2 separate regions of the Pan troglodytes genome follow, and region 2 is linked to region 1. The links are chromatin contacts, called in public Hi-C maps. All regions are on one chromosome and are shown on one strand. Each heading gives the region's core, a stretch centred on a gene start, on an enhancer-like site or on the middle of the called end of the contact. The rest is flanking DNA. Distances are from core to core; before and after follow the strand shown. Region 1 overlaps MSI2 (musashi RNA binding protein 2). Region 2 has its middle 18 kb from the start of MRPS23.

Evidence for each region. A called contact is a pair of places that touch in the nucleus more often than the background predicts.
Region 2: a Hi-C map of stem cell-derived neural progenitor cells shows a contact between it and region 1, with 4 times the contacts expected there. The contact joins two enhancer-like sites. A contact is called at or near these places in 2 of 7 Hi-C or Micro-C datasets (induced pluripotent stem cells and stem cell-derived neural progenitor cells) and 1 of 1 other capture datasets (stem cell-derived neural stem cells).

Annotation. Positions count from the first base shown.
Region 1 is chr19:70,724,515-70,728,820 of NHGRI_mPanTro3-v2.0_pri, reverse strand. All of the region lies in intron 8 of MSI2 (musashi RNA binding protein 2), which reads right to left. Among named protein-coding and RNA genes, the nearest start is that of CCDC182, 140 kb to the left of the region's middle. Within about 2 kb of position 2,015, at least 13 of the 24 cell types and tissues checked have an H3K27ac peak or open chromatin away from gene starts, as enhancers often do. A contact at or near this core is called in induced pluripotent stem cells, stem cell-derived neural progenitor cells and stem cell-derived neural stem cells, where this site is marked.
Region 2 is chr19:70,951,279-70,955,584 of NHGRI_mPanTro3-v2.0_pri, reverse strand. No RefSeq gene overlaps it. Among named protein-coding and RNA genes, the nearest start is that of MRPS23, 18 kb to the left of the region's middle. Within about 2 kb of position 1,919, at least 14 of the 24 cell types and tissues checked have an H3K27ac peak or open chromatin away from gene starts, as enhancers often do. A contact at or near this core is called in induced pluripotent stem cells, stem cell-derived neural progenitor cells and stem cell-derived neural stem cells, where this site is marked.

The DNA of each region.
Region 1 (4,306 bases), core at 766-3,265:
GCTCTTACTCGGAGTTGCTTAAAAATGTGTGGCACCTCCCTGCACTCTCTCTCTTGCTTGCACCTGCTTTCACCAAGTGACGTGCCTGCTCCTACTTTGCCATCCTCCATGAGTAAAAGCTCCCTGAGGCGCCTCCCCCCAGAAGCCTAGCGATGTTGGCACCATGCCTGTACAACCTGCTGAATTGTAAGCCAACTAAACTTCTTTTTTAAATAAATTACCCAGTCTCAGATATTTCTTTACAGCAATGCGAGAATGGCCTAACACAGAGAGGCTTCCCAGCTGGTCACTGTGGATACTGGAAAGTGAGTGGAAGAGACCCTCCCTCCTCGCTTCTCAGACATCATAATCAGGCTCTGTCCTTGTGGACAGGGACCAGCGTGTGGCCAAGCACCAGGGGACCTACTTGTAAATGATAACTTTTCTTGTTCTACTGCAAAAAGGTCCTCATGGATGTGGGACCTGCCCATGCAGTCTACAGAGGAAGGGGTTACTGTGCAAACGGAAATGGAGCTGCCAGCTTCCATAGGGAAAGGCAGGCAGCAGGAATGTCTACCTTCCAGGACACATGCATGTTATAAATGGCCCAGACTTGTTTGCAAAAGGCATTGAGAAACCTATTAGATTTATAATCTTGACTCAGGAGGGTTACTCTGGGGAGGAAGGCACGCACTGTTTATTGAGTGCTATCCATAACTAGGCACAGCCACAACATCCTCGTAATTTTCATATATTACATAACATATACACATAATGGATATAAAGCACAGTGCCTGGCACACAGAAGTCCTCAAAGAATGTCCATGGTTGTCAACTCCCTCATTGCATGGAGCCTCATTTCCTCTGTGCGATGGCCTTACCCGCCTCGTAGTTACAGCAGAAAAGGACACAGAGGTTCTAAGGAATGACTTGCCCAAGGTCACAAAGCACAGTCAGAATTCAATCACAGACCCCCAGCTTCAAAACCCCTGCTCCCTCCTCTGGGTCTCTGGCTGCCAGCCACCCCCCCATCACCCCACCTCACACAGCCCTTCCCCACACTCTCCACCCAACCCTCAAGGCCTATCTGGGTCTAGTTCACAAAGCCTTTCCCCCTAGTTCACAAAGCCTTTCCCGATGCTAGCTTCCACAACTGATCTCCTTACCACTTCCAGAATTAATTTCATCCATTGTTTCCTCTGCTCAGTGTTTTATTACAATCAGTGATGGCAAAGTAAAATAGGTCATAAACCAAAAATAAACATTAAGCATCTACTATTTACCAAGCAGCGGCTGGGTGTGGACACAGAAATGAATGTGGCTGAGATGTGGCTCTTCCCTCAGAGGTCCTCAGAATCTGGGCAATGGGTAGAGAGGAGCTGGTCCCCAATATCACCTGAGATGTACCCCAATAACTGCAGCCCCCACCCTGCCCAGATCTGAGAGTGGGTGCCTCCTAGTCTGTTATACGGCAGTCTAGCCTAGGGCTAAGGCTCCTGGCTTTAAATCTCTGTTCCACTTGCCGGCTCTCTGAGCTGAGACCGGCTGACTAACTTCTTTGCACCTCAATTTTCTCATCTCTAAAACAGTGACAGCTGTGCCTACCCCATAGGGCTCTCGGAGCTAATCCTATAAAGTGCTTGCACTGGATAAAGTTGGTTGAGTCACACCTTGCCCTCTCCACATGGAGCCTAGGTGAGTGCCTTTGAAGGTGATGAAGTCAGGTCACATCTGTGTTCACTGAAATCCCAGAATGGGGAGTGAAGAGGAAGAGAGAGAGCAGCAGCCTCCCCAGCACAGCAGATTCTTAGCACACAGTCATTGCCTTTCTCCCTAACCCTCCCTGCACCTGTCGGCCAGGTAGGCCCCATCTCCCTGCTTTCATCAGCAGGATGTGCAAAGAGAGCTTCCCAGGCCGCACTATTTGGGGAAAAAGCTGATGGTGGCAGCAGCAGCTGTCCTCCTTTTCATTTCTGGGAACCTGCAAGGGCATTTCAAAGTGGAAAGAAACCTCAGCCTCCAGCAGGTGCTCAGGTTCCGCCACAAGGCTGGAGGAGTAATTACCCCAGGGCACGGTGGGCTGGGCCAGAGGCCCTGCGTGGGGCCTAACTTCATTTATTTAAAACAGGGAGAAAATAAAAGGTATGGCTTGAGCCTTCTTTTCTAGGCAGAGGCAGCTGAAAGAAGAGGGCAAAGGAAGAACCAGGGACAGAACTCCCAGGCCCTGGGGAAACTAGAGTGAAACTAGAAGACAAATTGGCAAGAGTCCAGGCAAGAGCCACGCTACTCTGGGCTTGGTCTCTGCAGCTGCATACGGGCGCAGACTGTTCATGCCCTGCCTTCTGCACGGGGAAGAGGCAGAAGAGAAGGGGGAGCAGCCCCTCCTAGTGGTCTCCATGCTCCCCTCTCATGACCCTGCGCCCTGGGGGTGGAGTACGGGGATGCTGGTGGCAGCACGTTCAGAAAAGCCCAGAGGCACTGGGTGCTGAGATACTGAGAGACAGACCACTGCCCTCCCTGGCCCTGCCTACACTGACATCGTCAGAGGACAGATGAAGGGCAAGCGAACCACTCAGGCAACTGGGAGGCCACTCCCTGCAGGCCAAATTACTTCTGCCTAAAGAGCAACAAACATTTACCACCGAACCACCCGGCCTCCCCCAACACACTAATCACTCTGCTCTCATTAACACAGCCTGTACACAAACAGCATGTGCACGCGCTTGCGTGTGTGATGCGTGGGGGGCAGGATCTCTCCCTCTCCCACGTAAACACCAGATTCATTTATTAAATGCCTCTCTGGCATTTCCTTTTTTGCCTTCATCCTGCTTGTTTAATATTGCATTTGACATTCTCATTTTATAAATGGCAACAGAAGCAGAATGGATGGCTAAAATTAGCTTACGAGTGAGAATGATGCTACAAATAGGATTGTGAATACAGAAGCCTAGTTAATTCCACCCACATTACCCGCCCCCCTCCCCACACACAAATACACCCACCACTTTTGGGCTGGTTCCCGACTGAGTTGTCTTCAGGGCTGAGGAGGAGCAGCTGGAAGGAGTGGGGGGTGAGCCAATCACTGGGCACCTTGCCAGGTGGCAGGGCCCAGAAGCCGACCCTAGCCTGCGGCTGGCCTCCACGGATGGGCTGGTCACAGCACTGCAGCCCTGAGTCCAAGAGGACAGCTCAGGACCCTCCTCCCTTCTTATCCTTCTGCCCTTCCTTCCCCAGAATCCCCTGTTCCGAGTCAATCCCCCAGGTATGCCCTGGGCTGAAGGGTAGCAGGCCTAAGATCTCAGTAGGCTTTGCTCTTAGAAGTGGATTTTTCTGGAACCTTCTTAAAGAATGAGTCAGGTGAAGAGTGGGACTCAGCTTTTCCGGGACCTAGACAATCACATCTCTTGGTTCCTCCTGCTTTGGGAGGTGCACCACCTCCTTTCCTAGGACCATCCCCAGAGGCACTGAGAGTGCCCACCTCATACTCTCCATCCCTGCCCCGCAGGCTCGGGACCCAGTCCTGCCCAGGTCCTGCACCACTTGCATTTTACTGACTTATAATCTGCTGAGGACCTCCTTACCTGCTAACTCTTTATTTGCTCAGTAAAATAATTCTAAGAATGATGACAATGATGACAGTGGTGAAAAAATCTATCACTCTGATAGAGAGCGTGCCATGGCCTGGCTCTGTTCCAAACCCCTTACAAGTCTTAAGTCACAGCACTCTCCGAGGTAGGCACTACCACAACCTGTTTTACAGAAAGGGGAACCACAGAGCCGAAACACAGAAGTAACTTGCCCAAGGCCACAAAGCTGGGAAGTGGAAGGGGGTTCAGCACTGAGGACTTGAGGCACCCTCTACCAGGAAGGCCTCCCTGGTTGACAGCACCCTGTTCTGACCATTGTGTCACTCCCCACCTGGGGGCTCCCCCAAAGAATGAAGGCACTGATACTTTCCACAGGCTGCTATCCCCAAACTCTGTGCCTGTTTGGGGCACCCCCTCCCTACTCTGCCCCTAATAATGTGTGCTCAATAGTGAAACTGGCTGACCATTTGGCTAAATGCCTTTCATTGGACCCCTGTAGACAAGGCCCTGACTGGGCCTGCTCTGAGCTAGATTAGTTTAGTCCAGGAGTCAACAAACTGTGGCCAGCAGGCCAAACCCAGCTGCCATGAGTTTTTGTAAATAAGCTTTATTTGAACCCAGCCACGCCCCCTTCATTTATATATTGCCTGGACTGTGTTTGTGCTACAATGGCAGGGCTGAGTAGATGTGACAGAGACTCTCTGGCCCGTTACAGAAAATTTGCTGGCCCCTGGCTTAGG
Region 2 (4,306 bases), core at 670-3,169, 230 kb before region 1:
AGAGAGATCTGGGATGTTGGGGGCTGGCAGGTAAATGCTTTAAGTGATAGAATAGGAGGAATGAGAAAGCCAGCAAAAGAAATTCACGTCCCATGTCTTCCATCATCTGTATGTCTAGACTTGTTTAAGTGGTCCTGGATTCACCAAATTTTATAGAGCTCTGCCTCTGCCTTTATTGGGTAGGCCTGATTTTTGATGATGTCCTTAAAAGGCTAGCCTGATTCTTCTTGTAGTTTTGTAGAACACTTTGTATCGAGAGTTCTCTGATAATGAAAGTGGTATTGCAGAATAATCTGCCCCCGAAGGACTCCTGATTTTGTTAAAGTGATACCTTTCTCTGTAAATAAATGATGGCGTGCCACTTAAAAACCTTCAGCAGATTTCTTTTTTTAAACAAAGTCACTCAAGTGGGACAGTAAGATTTTCTCTGAGGCTGGCACTGGTGCCTGCCTCTGCTCCGGGGAATCCAGACGTGGCACCCGGAGTTGGGCCTCATCCATCCTCAGCTTTCATCTGCGACCAAGCCTGACTCAGAATGGGCTGGCAGTTTTCCTGAGTACATGGGAGTTAGGGCAGAGAACATGATGTGGTGCTGGTAGTCAACACAAGCTGGCACGGCCTCAGCCAGAAGACTGGAGCTAGGAGCAAGCAAAGGCGAGTGGAGGAGGGGATGGGGAAGGCTGAGACTTCCTGGTCTCTATGTTCCTGAGCTCAATTCCAGAATAGCCAAAAGGTGGGAGCCTGACTCGGGCTAAGTTAGTCATGCGTTCTGAGCCTTTGACCGTGCTGGGTGAGATGAGGGATGGCTGAGCAGGTTCAGTGAGCAACTTGGTCGAGGTCACCTTGGCTGGCAGAGGAAGGGCACCTGCCCTCCTGTGGAAAAGACGGGAAATGGCTTTCCTGTCACTCCTAGGGTAGCGCTCAATGTGGCAGGCGGGTCTCTGATTGGATGAGCCCGGCACTGAAGCAGTTTCTGTGGTGATGCTGAACCAGACAAGTGGTTATTGCTGCAGCACGAAAAAGAAAAGGTTGCTAGGGGAAGGCAGAGAAGGCAGGAAGTTAAGTGTTATGTTCCCTACAAAATGTTGCTACTGCCAGCCACCACCACCACCCTCCATCCATGCAGATTCCAGACAGGGTTTTTGGGGAATACTAGCTGACAACGAAAATACATTTCAAGTATCATTTTACCCTCAATGAATGCTTTTCCTGGACTGCAACTGAAATAAATGTCAGTCACCGGACCTTCTAGCTCCTCAGTTCTTTTAATTAAAAGATAGTTCTAAGCAAGATCCAGTAGTGGTCTATTTATTATTTATCAAGCATTTTCCTTCCAGCAGTTAGTGAAAGGTCACTGGCTTCAACTGAGCTTTGTTTTTGGTGAGCAGCTTAGATGAAAAAGATATACAACCAATCTCTCCTGTTTGCTCATGGGCAGGACACTGTTTAATAGTCATTGTGGCATTTAGGATCGCAGGCCTCTGAAACATGCAGAAAAGTGCATGTGCATCCCTTGCTGCTGAACATTTCTCCAAAAGTAAACATCAGGTTGTGATTATGGTTAATAATGAGATATTGATTATTTGAAAATGTCACCGCCAGGGACTTGTCGGTTTCAGCACCACTAGATGGCGCTGGACTCTCATGCTGTTCAACTGCAGTCATTTCGTTTCCTTGCCTTGGGGTACCTTGCCTTTCAAGGTTGAAGAGTGTCCTTGTAAAATAATGTTGTGGCTGAAATTTAGGAAGCTGAGGTCCTGGGGTGCTACTGGGATGGGGTAGAGATGGGAGGGGACAGGCCACGGGACAAATGACAAAGGCCTGCCGGGGAAGCGGCACTGTTTGCACCATAATAGGAGCTGGAGAGGAAGGAGCTTACTGCGCTGAGCCCCTGGAGACTCTGCCCAGAGCAGTGTTTCCTAACCTTCTCCAGTCAATGACACATCTGCGAATTTGCTGTGGAGGACAGCGGGAGAGAGAACAGTGCAGGCAGGGAGGCAGAGCAGCGGAAAAAACCCAGGCCTTGGAGAACAGACCTGGGTTTGAAACCCTGATCTGTTGCTTTGTCTGGTGACATTAGGGGAGTTAGTGAACCGTCTGAACCTCAATTTCCTTATCTGTAAAACAAGGGTAACAACGTCTACCTCACTAAGTTGCTTTGAGGACTGAATGAGAACGTGAACAAAGTTCTTGGCGAGTACTCTGTCTTTGCTGTCAGTGCCTAGAAGGCTTTCAGCCACTGTCGATTCCCACTGGGTGGGGAGGAATTAACATGTGCTAGATTAACATTGAGAAGAAACGGTATTGTGTCCTCTTTCACCAGCCACTCGTCTAAACACAGCTTTCTCTATCCCCCACCCCCAGTAGTTACTCTGTCCTTTATCTCCTTCCAAACTTCTAGCACCAAGTAAATGAATCAAATTAAAAAACAACTACAACAACAACAACAAAGGAGGAAACTAGAGAACATCTTGGGAACTATCCACTTTTGGAACTTATCCCATGCTGGTAGGTTTCACTGGAAAATGTGCATTTATTTAGTAACTTCTTGGATTGTGTATGCCTGTGGGCAAGCGTGTGTGTAGAAACCAACATTTTAAATGACACTCAATGACACTCATTCTGTTTCTTCTTTCCTGCTTCCTTTTTTTAAAAATAGGGACAAAGTCTCTCTCTGTCACTCAGGCTGGGGTGCAGTGGTGCAATCATAGCTCACTTCAGCCTCAACCTCCTGGGCTCAAGTGGTCCTCCTGCCTCAGCCTCCCAGGTAGCTGGGGCTACAGGTGCATGCCACTATGCCGAGCTAATTTTTTATTTTTAATTTTTTTGTAGAGATAGGGTCTCTATCCTATGTCGCTCAGGCTGGTCTCAAATACCTGGCCTCAAGCGACTCTCCCGCCTTGGCCTCCCAAAGTGCTGGGATTATAGGCATGAGCCACCATGCCTGGCCCTTTTCTGCCTCCTTGCTGCCCCTCTACACTCCCCCCAACTGCCTTCCTTTCAGCACACTTTTCTGCTTGCTTTCTCCACCCTCTTTGCCCCAGATATGGAGGGAAAGCCAGAGGGTCACTACCTAGAGGCCCGGCCAGGGAAAATAGTTCCAACATCAGAGCCGTTGTTTTGGGGACCTGGGGCTAGTCAGCAATTAGGAGTTTCTGAAACTCTTTCTGGAGCTTCTCCCTATGAAGGGCATGGGGAGGCAGTGGGTGCCAGGGCAGAAATGGTGGGCAGGGTGAGGGTGAGGCCTAGAGGACCAGAAAGATCTATCCTTGACCTTCCTACCCTCCCACTCTATTTTACCCTGGTGGTCTGCCAGTGTATGGTGGGCCCCTCTGTCTTGAATTACCTGGGATGTGAGGCCAGAGGAGCACAGAGCTAAGGGTGCCACCCAGGTGGGTTACAGGGGAAGAGCTCTGACCTCTTTCCTCTCTAAGTCTCAGTCAAAAGGACTGGATTCAAATCCTGACGCTGGGTTACAGGGGAAGAGCTCTGACCTCCTTCCTCTCTAAGTCTCAGTCAAAAGGACTGGATTCAAATCCTGACGCTGGCACTCCTTTGTGGCCATGGCTTTGGAGAAATCACTTGACCATTTTGAGCCACATCTAGCCCCAGGAGAGAATCTGGAACCTAATAGATTTTTGGAAGTATATTTGTCAAGTGAACAAATGAATGATTTCCCTATTTTTGACACGGGGAAAATAATATTAGCACCAAGTATGTTTTGGGGTGCAAAACCCGAACAAGATGCTGGCTATGCAGAACTTTGTAAACTCTCAAGCCTTCTACTGTTACGCAAAATAAAGATGCAGGAAAGAAGAACATGGCTGTGGGGCTGGTGGTGATGCTACTGGCCTTCAACCCGGAAGCAGTGTAGATTCCAAGACGATGGCCTCCGGAGAAGGAGTGTGGCAGGATGAGGGACAACTAGTGGAAAAGTTCAGCTTTCTAGTCTCTGCCTCCTAGAAAATTCCGCAGGAAATGCAGGATTGTTCTTCAAAGCCTCTCCTTTCCCAGGTGCTCAGTGGAAACCCTAGGCGTGCTCAGGGTTATCTCTGGAATATTCAGTGCATACGAGGAGGTCCTGAGCTTTATCATCAGCCCCTGCTGGCTCCCGCCCAGTGGGGCGAAATGGCCCTGCCCCTTCTCTGCAGCTCAGGTGACCTCCTCTGCCCTCCCGGAGCCCATTGCCTTCTCGGATCTGGCTTCCCGCTGAGAACCAGGCTGGTATAGATGTCACTTGGCTGGCTCCTCAAGGCTTCCAGCCCCCTTGAGTGTGACATCAGGGACAAGGGGGTGGCTTTGCCAC